3 separate regions of the Mus musculus genome follow, and all the other regions are linked to region 3. Evidence: chromatin contacts called from public Hi-C and promoter capture Hi-C data. All regions are on one chromosome and are shown on one strand. Each heading gives the region's core, a stretch centred on a gene start, on an enhancer-like site or on the middle of the called end of the contact. The rest is flanking DNA. Distances are from core to core; before and after follow the strand shown.

Evidence for each region. Promoter capture Hi-C pulls out the DNA fragments that hold promoters and counts their contacts. A called contact is a pair of places that touch in the nucleus more often than the background predicts.
Region 1: a contact with region 3 is called in a Hi-C map of 8-cell embryo, with 2.0 times the contacts expected there. The contact joins the enhancer-like site here to the promoter of Bcas3os1 in region 3. A contact is called at or near these places in 20 of 39 promoter capture datasets (the 3T3-L1 cell line, 3T3-L1-derived adipocytes, the C10 cell line and 11 more), 6 of 15 datasets of contacts at CTCF or cohesin (embryonic stem cells, large pre-B cells, pro-B cells and 1 more), 61 of 484 Hi-C or Micro-C datasets (8-cell embryo, the BV-2 cell line, ECoMG myeloid progenitors and 27 more), 24 of 115 datasets of contacts at active chromatin or transcription factors (the HPC-7 cell line, bone marrow-derived macrophages, cardiomyocytes and 9 more) and 1 of 9 other capture datasets (embryonic stem cells).
Region 2: a promoter capture Hi-C map of liver shows a contact between it and region 3, with 2.1 times the contacts expected there. The contact joins the enhancer-like site here to the promoter of Bcas3os1 in region 3. A contact is called at or near these places in 3 of 39 promoter capture datasets (cranial neural crest and liver), 1 of 15 datasets of contacts at CTCF or cohesin (the NIH/3T3 cell line), 1 of 484 Hi-C or Micro-C datasets (nephron progenitors) and 2 of 115 datasets of contacts at active chromatin or transcription factors (bone marrow-derived macrophages and fibro-adipogenic progenitors).

Annotation. Positions count from the first base shown.
Region 1 is chr11:85,842,948-85,846,596 of GRCm38.p6, forward strand. No RefSeq gene overlaps it. Among named protein-coding and RNA genes, the nearest start is that of Tbx2, 12 kb to the left of the region's middle. Within about 2 kb of position 1,619, at least 171 of the 459 cell types and tissues checked have an H3K27ac peak or open chromatin away from gene starts, as enhancers often do. A contact at or near this core is called in 8-cell embryo, ECoMG myeloid progenitors, the HPC-7 cell line and 17 more, where this site is marked.
Region 2 is chr11:85,611,707-85,615,024 of GRCm38.p6, forward strand. All of the region lies in intron 22 of Bcas3 (breast carcinoma amplified sequence 3), which reads left to right. Among named protein-coding and RNA genes, the nearest start is that of Bcas3os1, 110 kb to the right of the region's middle. Within about 2 kb of position 2,010, at least 4 of the 459 cell types and tissues checked have an H3K27ac peak or open chromatin away from gene starts, as enhancers often do. A contact at or near this core is called in liver, where this site is marked.
Region 3 is chr11:85,718,294-85,721,506 of GRCm38.p6, forward strand. Bcas3os1 (breast carcinoma amplified sequence 3, opposite strand 1) reads right to left here and starts at 1,451. Exons shown (of 6, transcript NR_045875.1): 1 at 1,404-1,451. The region is part of intron 22 of Bcas3 (breast carcinoma amplified sequence 3); the gene reads left to right. RefSeq lists an enhancer at 1-3,213.

The DNA.
Region 1 (3,649 bases), core at 369-2,868, 120 kb after region 3:
AGACTTGAAAGTTTCAGGAACTCCTAATGCTCCGAACACCTTCCTGGGCTGACACACTTACAAGGAAAAAACTTTGTCCAACTCCTCTGAGACAGGGCTGCCTCAAGTTTCCCTGGGTAGAGAGTGTGGAGTGTGCGCGCGCGTGCGTGTGCGTGCCTGTGTGTAGATGGTCTCATCCCAACCGTAGGTGAGCTATGGCTCCCCTGTTCTGCTCCGCCTGGACTGATTAGGCAATGTGGTTCACGAACCAAGCAGGAACAAGGAAAGTCCCTCCCTACTTCGCATAGAGTCTCTCCCTATCTCTACGTTTATTTGAGGTCACTTTGGGTTGAAACTCCCCGTAAAAAATAAAAATAAAAAATCCCAAAGCAACGTGTGCACTGGCATCTTGCTGCCTCTCGCTTTCAACCAGGAAAGAATGCCGAGAGTTTGGCTGTGGGGCCCCCTCGGCCTGCGGACACCAGGGGGCAGCACACGCGGTGGTGGGCAGGGCCGCAGCAACTCGGGTCTGGTGTTATTTCCGAGCCTGCAGCGCGGCTTGGAGAATCCTCCCGCTCCCCTGCTTTCGGCCGTACACACCCCCCTCCCGGGATTGCCACTACAGTGCTCCGCTGGGCCCCAGCTGCAAGGCCAAGTGCGGCTTGGGGAATCCTGCAGCTGACGGGCTGGGCCTTGTCCCAGACAAAGGCCTGGCCACTCCCAGGCCCAATTAAGCCACCAGCCTTCCCAGCCTTCCAGTCTTCATTGTCTCTGGGGGTCGCCAATTAGCTCAAGCGCCCGTGTACCCGCTGCCTTAACCCTTCAGGACCTGCCCAACCAGGGCCATTGGATGGCAAATCCGTCAGCAGAGAGGAGTGTGTGAGCGATGGGTATCGAGGGGCTTCTGAGGTCTGTTAAGTGGGTGACCAAGGGGCCTCTGAGGTCTGTTAAGTGGGTGACCAAGGGGCCTCTGAGGTCTGTTAAGTGGGTGACCAAGCGTGTCGCCAAGAGACTCAATGGGGAGTGTGGGGTCTTAGAGAACTGTGCTGGTTTAGGACTGGGTGTGATAACACCCGAGAACTCGAAGATTCAGCATTTGGAGCCTTCGTGAGACCCCTAGCAGCGCAACTGAATAGATTCCGAGATGTTGGACACTGCATTTTCCACGCGGTTAATCCGAGGCTTCCGAACCCTCGAGCCATTTCTTCCTTCCAAACTTCCCGCTGCGGTGCAGAGCTTCTGAGCCTCGGCAGAAGGCCCTGTCCTCCTGGAGGGCGTTGAACCGGGTTCAGCCTCCCCAGCCCACTGTGGATTCACTGACGCGGGGAGGAGCACGCCGCGGCGCGACAGCGATCCCGTCCCGCCTGAGCTCGGGCCCCGCCCCGCCTGGGCTCTGGCCCCGCCCCCCGCTTCTCTAGGTGAAGGCCGCCGCGGAGGGAACGGTTTGGGAGAGATCAGAATTGCAACTCTGAGCCCTCCTTCCTACCTTGGGAGCGACCCTAAATCCAACTTCGTTTCCTTTTCCCATTCTCCTTCCGCCTCTCCGCCCTTGACCGAGAAGTTTGGAACACTCTCCCGGTAGGCTGAGTCCAGCCAACGATCAAGAGTCAGCGGGGAGAACGACCCCGTGCGTTGGAGGGGGCTGGGCGCTCCGGGTGATCTCAGGGCATTGTGTCGCGTCCTCTGGAGAGCAGACAAGTTACCCACCAGGGAAAGTGTTGGTGCCCGGATGACTGTTTTCCCCTCCGAGTTTCTTTTAGGCTCCCTTGGGGTGCGTGTCTGTCCATCGGGTTTGATGGGCTAAGGACCCCGAACTCACTTGGCTGCTCCGGACTCGGGAGCCTTCCCAGGTCCCAGGCCTCAGGAACTCCCCACGTTCCCACGAGATGGCGCTCCAGGACAGGGCCCGGTCAAGCAGCCGGCCAGCACTCCCTGCCAGAGCCCAAGGTGCAGTGAGTCCAGAGAAATGGGCACGGAGAGGGATCTCAGATCCACTGTAGGTCCAGGCCCAGGGACTTGAGTGGGCTGCCGACTGCGGGCACCGACGAGGGAGCTCAAAACTTAATGTGGGTTTTTCTCTTGGAGCTGCCCTGCAGTGCCAGCTCCTAGAAGCTATGGTCTTCGATGTGCCTGGCTGGACTCAGATTCTTCTTGGGACAGGGAAGGCGCTTGCCTCTGGCTTTCCTGGCCTCTTGGAAACACAGTCAGGGCTGGGATCTATGAGCACTGGAAAACACGCCTCTGGCCCTTTTGGAGTGTGAAGCTCCACTGAACCATGCAAGCTTGGGTGTAAGTGTTGGCTAAGACATTCCTCAGCTCCTACCTCCACCTCCTCAGCTCCTCAAGGTCACACGAAGAGACTGTTAGGTATGCACCAGGGACCAGTGCACTTGAGGACCAAGGGTTAAATCTTACAAGACAACCAAAGGTCTTGAGGAGGCTTTGGGTCTTCAGTAGTTCCCGAAGATGCTAAGTAAGAAGGACTCAGAAGTGAGCCACCAGAGTTTGAGTCAGGTTTGAGTCGGATGCTCGTGGGTAAAGAGGGGAAACCTGATCACTAACAAATGGCACACTCAGAGTGGGGAAAATTTGGGGGAGCTAAGTACCAAAGATGCCAGCAGCTCGACAAACGGGCAGAATAAGTCTACATACGCTTTTTAAGAGCACACGGATAGAAACCTGCCCAGTTCCCATCAGTCTTGCATCTCTTCCTTAGCCAGCAACTTGTTGCCTCCCCCCAGCCAGAGTCTCGGCACCTTCAAGGCATACCAGAGGATAGGATGAGACCTTTGGTAATCTAACAGTCACTTGATGCCCATCTATTGCAAAGCAGATGTTCAGTAGGAAAACTGAATGAGAAGTTCAAAGCCAACCTTTGCCTCTAGCCATGAGATCCTGAACAGTACGACTCTCTTTTCTGAGCTCCAGGATCCCGGTTGGCAAAGTAAATGGTGTGGACCAAACCCAAAGTGATATGTGAGAGACTAGTTGAAACGTTCCCCTCCCCGACATCAAAGGCTCCTGAACAAGGACCTAACCCTTGAGGAACCTGGGCCTGAGACATAGGCAGAGCCACTCACAGACCTTGGGAACTTTGACTGTTGCTAAGCTTCTTGGACTGGGGTCAGGATTGGTGGCCTGGATGAATTCCCGATTAGGAAATAGCATTCCAGGTTCTGAAACCCTCGGGGAACCAGCTGGCTCCAGCTGCCTCCAGTCCCTGTGGGATGTGGCTGTCACAGTTCAACCTTCCCACCAAGCACAGTTGGGAGGGGGCACATCCTATGGGTTGTGAGGTGACTCTGGCCTCCAGCACCATGGGGTTGCTGACAGACTGAATGCAGGTTCTCCCCAAGGAGAGAAAACGGTACCAGTGGAGGGTCTTCTGAGGCCCCTTCCTAAAGGGTATCCCCTAGATCTGGGCTATTTACATGGGCTCAATCCTTCCCTGAACTGAAGGCTTGATGGTATTCAGAGTACTTTCTCATGAGGGCTCGCTCTCAGTGAAGGCTAAGTCAGGGGCAGTATAGTGACCATGAACCGCGGAGGATGACATTGGGGTTCAGAGAAATGAAGGGTTCCAGGATTTCCAGTAAATAAAGGAAAAGGCTCTTTCACAATTCAGTGAGCAGGGCCCTTGGCAGCAGCAGCTAATGAGGTGATGGTGGGT
Region 2 (3,318 bases), core at 760-3,259, 110 kb before region 3:
CTTTAAGTTTTAGTTTGAATGTCTTCCTATGCAGAGAAGTCTCTGATTTTGGAAAACAATTGGAGAGCCTTTCTATTTTCATTACTTTTAATTCCAAAGACTACTTCATAGTGTTTGCCCAGGCTGGCCTCAAATGTCTTACATTTAAATGAAAATACTCAAACACTTTCTGCAGGTTTAGGCAGAACTATCCTGTGGAGATGGCAAGTGGGTCCCTAACACGTCCTGTACTGAGAGCTCTGTGAGTGAGGCTATAGTGTCCCCAGCCTCTCTGCATGTGACATTAAGCTGTACTGTTGTGTGCGTTCCTTTCCAGTGTACAGGCTGCCTCAGTGCCACTACTCTCTGTTCTCAGGCATCGGAAGATCATTCATAGAGGTGCACCACGACTCCCCAAAAGTTCATGCAGCTGGTTGAGCTCTCTACTTTGATGGAGCTCTTGGTGATTGTTGCTGAAGACATTTTTATGATAGTTTCATGGATATTTGATGAAATTCTCAGTTAACAGCTAATGAAATGCACGGTTGCAAATGCAACTCTTAGTTTTGCTGGTTAAGGATGGGGCATTACAGCATCGTTCTGTGAATGGCTGAGAAGATCCGTTATCCCCAAGGCAAAATGTACAGGCACAGAAGTGAAACTCTCTTTATGTTCAACCAAGCTTTTCCAGATCTCACAGCTATGATTTATTCTGTGCTCTCTCCAAAGACTTCCAGAACGTCTTCCTTTACATAGCTTTATCCATTGGAGGAAAAGTTAAAATTCTTGCCCTCCCCATCTAATGCTGGGGGTGAGCTTTTCTGTGTGCTTCCGTAGCTGCCTTAAAATCTCTGGAATTTCAAGGAAGAAGTAGAAAAACAGAGTTCACCTTTGCATGAATGTTCAGAATTTATGATTTCTCTAGTTAGGGGCTTGAGCTTCTGCTGGGCTGGTGCTATGGAGACTCGTGTATATTGTGGGATATGTATGGAGTGGAGCAGTAATAAATTCTGAATGAATCTTTTGGTTTTTACTTAAGATTACTTTATCCTTAAAACTAATGTTTCTGTAACCTCTGACCAAGTACAGAAGATCCAGCATACTTCCAAGGGTGAAATTTTTCCTCGCCTGTTGCAAGCAGCGTAACTCATTCCAGTTGTGCCGGTGACTGCCTTGCGTGCATCAGAACTGTATTCATAAACTCCAGACCATCACCAGGCCAGAACACCATCCTTTAGTATTATTTACCTTCTGAGGGGGAGAAAAAGAAAAGAAAGTGATTGTGGTCCGTTATCTGTGTGCAAACCAAGGCCTTTTATTAAATGTCTCCACCACCACCCCCCCTTTCTTTAGTGAAAAACTGAAGGACAACAGTCATTATACGATTTTGTATTTTAAGTATTTTCATAATCCAACATAAATTGGCCCACCCAAGGATTATGTCTGCCTTGTAAGATGTGTTTATATAGCCATTGGGTGAAAGATTGCAGAAGTTGAACCACTGGTTTTGAAAGTTGAGCCAGGCCAGGGAAAATCAGGATACAATTTGGCACTTACGGAGACGAAATGATTTCCTTTTTAGCTGTTGATTTCTACTGGGAAATGTATCCTTGGACTGAAAATTGCATCCGGAAAAATGTTTATGTAGCGTTTTTTCAAGTGACTGATTATTCTTCTAACCTTTAACATGAACTGTGTCTAATTTTGGTCTTTCTTAACTCTTTCAGAACCAGGCCTTTTCCTTTGTAGGAAGCAATACAAATTCATGTTATCACTTTGCATGCAGAAGTATGTTATTTGCAGGACACCAATATTGTCAAATGTGTTAAGATTTCTTTCTGGGCTATTTACCCAAGCAGTCAGTAAAACACCCTGGATTAACCTCCCTTATCACAGGCTCTTAAGTTTTATATTAATGCATACCTTTAGAGATTAGGTCAGTCCACTTGAACAGCCATATGTCCTGCCTCTCTCCCTGTCTAACCACCACACATGAGGTAGAAGCTCTTTGACGTTTTCATGGGTGATATCTGACCCATGGTGCACGGACAAAGTTCAGTGCTTGCTAGATTTTCTCTTGTACACTCAGTGACCTCTCTGGCCAAGCTTTTGCTAAATCTTGTCTATTTTGGGCTCTATCTCTATGCAAAGGCCTGGGTTGATGGACGATTTAGTGTTCAGTTATCTCAGATGTCTATGACAGGGTGGCCTTGGTGATTATCTCTGTCCATTGCTCCTGTTCTAGTAGTGCTGTACAATGAATGGCTTCCAGCTACATTGTCTACTTGTAATTAATTCCCCAACTGCACCAGCTACATTATCTTATCATGATACCATATCATGTCCTAATGATGAGCAACACAGTGTATGCAGAGCCCTGTGGGATACAGTGGAACTTCAGTTTCACAGGGATTCCAAGGCCCATTTGTCTGAATTTCCCAGAGATGGAAATGAACAAGTTACCATAGTACAGAGTAGACTGATCCCTAATCTGAAATCTACCACTCAATACATTGGGGTATTGGAATATTTAGGAGGTTTTGATTAGGAATATTTAATTAATTAAGCCTGCATATATATTCTAGAATGCAAGATACTCTGACCCTGAGCAGTTTAGATGAGGTCTGTTAAGGCTGGTATGGTATGAAACCCATGTTCAGTACTTAAGTGTCCCTCCCTTCTTCCTTCCCTCCCTCCCTCCCTTCCTCCTTCCCTCCCTTCCTCCCTCCCCTCCCTCCTGCCCCCCTCCCGTCTCCCTTCCTTTTTCTTATTGCTTTATTGTTGAAGAAAGGAGACAAAATGAGAATTGTATTGATAATTGCACATTCACACACAACCTCTGCTATCCAAAAAGGACAAGCCAAGAAGCACACTCCTGAACACTGTGCAGGGGACGCCCTTCTATTCGGTACCCCTCTGAAGGAGGAACCTGCAGCGCATTTGTGTGGCATAGTGGAAGACACTCCTCAGAGAAACACCACAATTCCCCCTGAGCTTGGAAAAAGTGATTAAAGAATTCGAACGTAATTACCTCAAGTTTGGCTTTTCTTTTAAAGGACCCATTCATCTTAGAGATTCCCTGATAATCTAAGTCTGACAGCTGAATCCGTTTTTTTTTTTTTTTTTTTTTTTTTTTGGGAAGCCTTCCACCAGTAGAAGTGTGAGCAAGGATAAGCGCATAGAAGCAGTCCTACAGGAGGCCTGAGTGGAGTCAGCTTTGGCTTCTCTCAGGTTCTGTGCATGATTCAGAAGCAGGAGGTGATTTTAGTGGGTGTGCAGAGTCTCCTTTAGGTCCAGGCTTGACTTGGTGATACACAAGGTAGTGAAGTGCAGAGTGTG
Region 3 (3,213 bases), core at 201-2,700:
TTGTGTTTGTAATTCCTCTGAGATAAGATTTTTACCATCCCTTGTAATTTTATTAATCCATTCTAGACTGACAGATGTTGCCATGAGCCTTGAGCTCTTGAGGATTCTTGTTTCATTTCTGATTAGATGATGAGTTTCCTTCTTAAACCCAAGGGTCTATGTATGCACAGCCCTTCTCTCCTAAAGAGCTTGTTTGGGTGCCAGAAAGAACCTTGCTGTTCCCTGGCTGGTACTGGATATCACTTTTCTATATCTGAGCCCTTTCTAACTGGTTCCCTCTTGCAAAGGTAGCACCCAGTATGCTGTCAGTGCTGAAGTAGTAGCAGCTGCTAGATGGGTTTTACTTTTACTTGTGTTTTTATTTTGAAGGGACCTGAGGATAATAAGGGGTGCCCAGAGGACTAATCTGTGGATCTCCATTCTTCTCGAGAGCACACAGAATTTGAGAACACTGAAACTGAGCCAGATAATGACCCAGAGGTCTGCTAAATGTTCCAGGGTGGTTGGCTCTTTGTTCTCACTTATTAGAGTCCAGCTCCGCCTTTCATAGCACAGTAATTGCTGCAGGGCTTGGGCCCAGGTGATCTGTCTCACAGGCCAAGCTGAGGTTGTCTGTTACCGTCCTTTACCGGTCTCTGGCAACAATGGGAAGTGCTACCCCTGAAAGCAGGTTGGTTAGCATCTGGAGCTCAATGAACCTGTTGAACTTTTCCAGCCATTTTGTTTTTTCCTTTCCATCAACCTACTTCTAAGAGGCTCATGTTCTGTTCCAAGGGCACCAGCCTTCGAGTGGGCACTTGTCCATTCCTGGCCTAGGGCAATCAGGTTGGAGATCTCCCGTAGACACCAGACACCCCCTATCTCTCCAACTCTCCTGTTGGCTGATCCCCTTAGTGCTTCTAGGGCACTTGAGGTCATCTTTTGTCCAAAGGAGTGCCACTGTGGCATCTCACCGAGCAGGACTGTGGGTACTCTCCCCATTGCTTTGGACAGACTTGACAATGCCTCTCTGTGTTAAGCACTGTGCGCAGCTCCCTCGAAGTAGGCTGTCATCAGTCCTCACATTTGCCCTGCCGCGGCTGTTCATACACCCGTTTCACAGGTGAGTGTAGGAGAAGTGAAGTAACTTGCTGACGGGTGAGCCGAAAGACCTGGAAAGTCTCCTTCTCCCGCTCTTTACAGAAAGCCCCTGAGACCCCGGTGGTGATTCGTTTACACCAGTGTCCTCAGAGATTCCCAGGTCGCCAATTCAGTGATATGAGCCGAATGCATACAAGAGTTAGTGTGAAAACAGATTGCCACCGCCTTACAAGAAAGTCAGAGAAGCCAAAGTACATTCGACAAATTGGAAGTGAAAAGCTCAAGTAAAAATATTCAGTTTAAGATCATGCGCTGGTACTTACATGAGGTCTATGGAAAATGAGGGAGCCAGCATCGGGTTTCTGGAATATGCAATTTTACAATGGGAACGTGTTATAAAATGTTCAGCCACTGTTGTTTGCCTTGGAATTTAGGGTGAGAGACATGACGGCTGACAACTCTCTTCCTGTTGTAGGTCAGGGCTTCAAGGAACTCTGTAATCTTCCCACCAGCTTTCTTCTCTCCTGGAACTCACGGGTAAAATTAGATGCTGGCTGGACTTCAGTAGTTGAAGGCTTTCAGAAGCCAAGTCAGACAACTGCAACGGCTGCTCTCTCACAGCCCCACGTCGGGAGACACTCTGTACAGACTAACACAGTTTAGTAAACTGATAAGTGTCCTGACAGTCACTGCGTAATAAACAAAACAATGCCACAGGCGTAGAAGGGAGTTGCCTTCCTGTGGGTAACCTCAGAAACAGGGCAGGCTTGGGGGTCTCTCTATTCACATCTCTCTGTTGCTCCCCAAATGTGATGTATACTAAGCTTAAAAAAACAAAAACAAAACAAACAAACAAACAAACAAACAAAAAAACCCTAGACACCCCATGTGAAGATTCAGTTGGAATTGTTTTATGCATTTGAATAGACTCTGAGAGGCAGACATGGTGAAAGGGGTGTGGGAAGAGACCATTGAAAGAGTGAGTGTGCTCTGCTCGCAACCCAGCCTCGGACACATTTATCTAATTTGACACATTTTGCCTGGAAGTCACAGGAATAGACTGAGGTCCCCACCCCACCCCCCCTTGCCCGACTCAGAATATAAAGAGCCAGAGACTAAAACCAGACTAAAAAGGGCTAACCCATTAGGGAAGTACCTCCCTGGGGAGCGGGTGGGCAGGGGAAGGAGGTTAGATGGCAGTTATTAAACACTGAATCAAGAATCTGCTCTGCAGAGCTGCTGCCCCGGGAAGCCTTTCTTCCCAGGCTGAGGCCTGAGCTGGCCAGGAGCAGGGGCTCTGCTTATTCTCCGCTGCAGGATGCTACCCCTTGACCCTTTATAAGGCAGCCTTGCTTGATTACTCCTTTTAATTCCAGGCTCAAAACAGCTTGTAAAGTTGTGTTGTTTTTTCTTTTTATCATTCCTCCCCAGATTGTGTGGGCCACACTGTAGCAAGATTTCCCCTCTGTCCACATCTGTTTTCCAACCTCATTACTCTTCAGTTATTACATTAAAAAAAAAAAAAAGCTGTTTATTTCTTCCCTGCATGTTTTCCCCCCGAGTTTCAAAACCTAAAATGGTAACTGATGTGCTGTTGGATGGGACCATCTTCATGATCTCGGGTGGACATGCTGGTCTTCGCATAAATGCACAGGAATAGATTGAACCTTCTTGTTTGAACTAGCTATGCCTGAGTCAGGGGTCACAGCTGGGCCAGAGCCTGGCAGGCTTCTGGTTCTAGAATCTGGGCACAGAGGTTCATGCTTAATCGCCCTTGAACTTGAGAGGCTGAGACAGGAGGATCAGAAGTTTAAGAGCACCTTGGCTACCTCCAGTATTCTAAGGCTAGCCTGGACTACCAACGCCTCGAATGTGTTCTTTCGGAGGTATCCGGAGATGGCATAGCAACTGGTGTGGCGTTAGCATGACTCTTCGGCACTTTAGGCTTAGTTTAACGATTCAAAGATAGAAGGAAACAGGCAGAGCCCTAGTGTTTAGGGTGGGCTTTGTTTTGGTTTTATGAAGCCAGAGGTGGTTTTGTTCTTTAGGGGGGTTGTTTTGTTGGTTTTCCAAGACATGTTTTCCCTCAGTAGCCTTGGCTCTAAGCCTCTGTCTCCTGAGCACTGATATTAA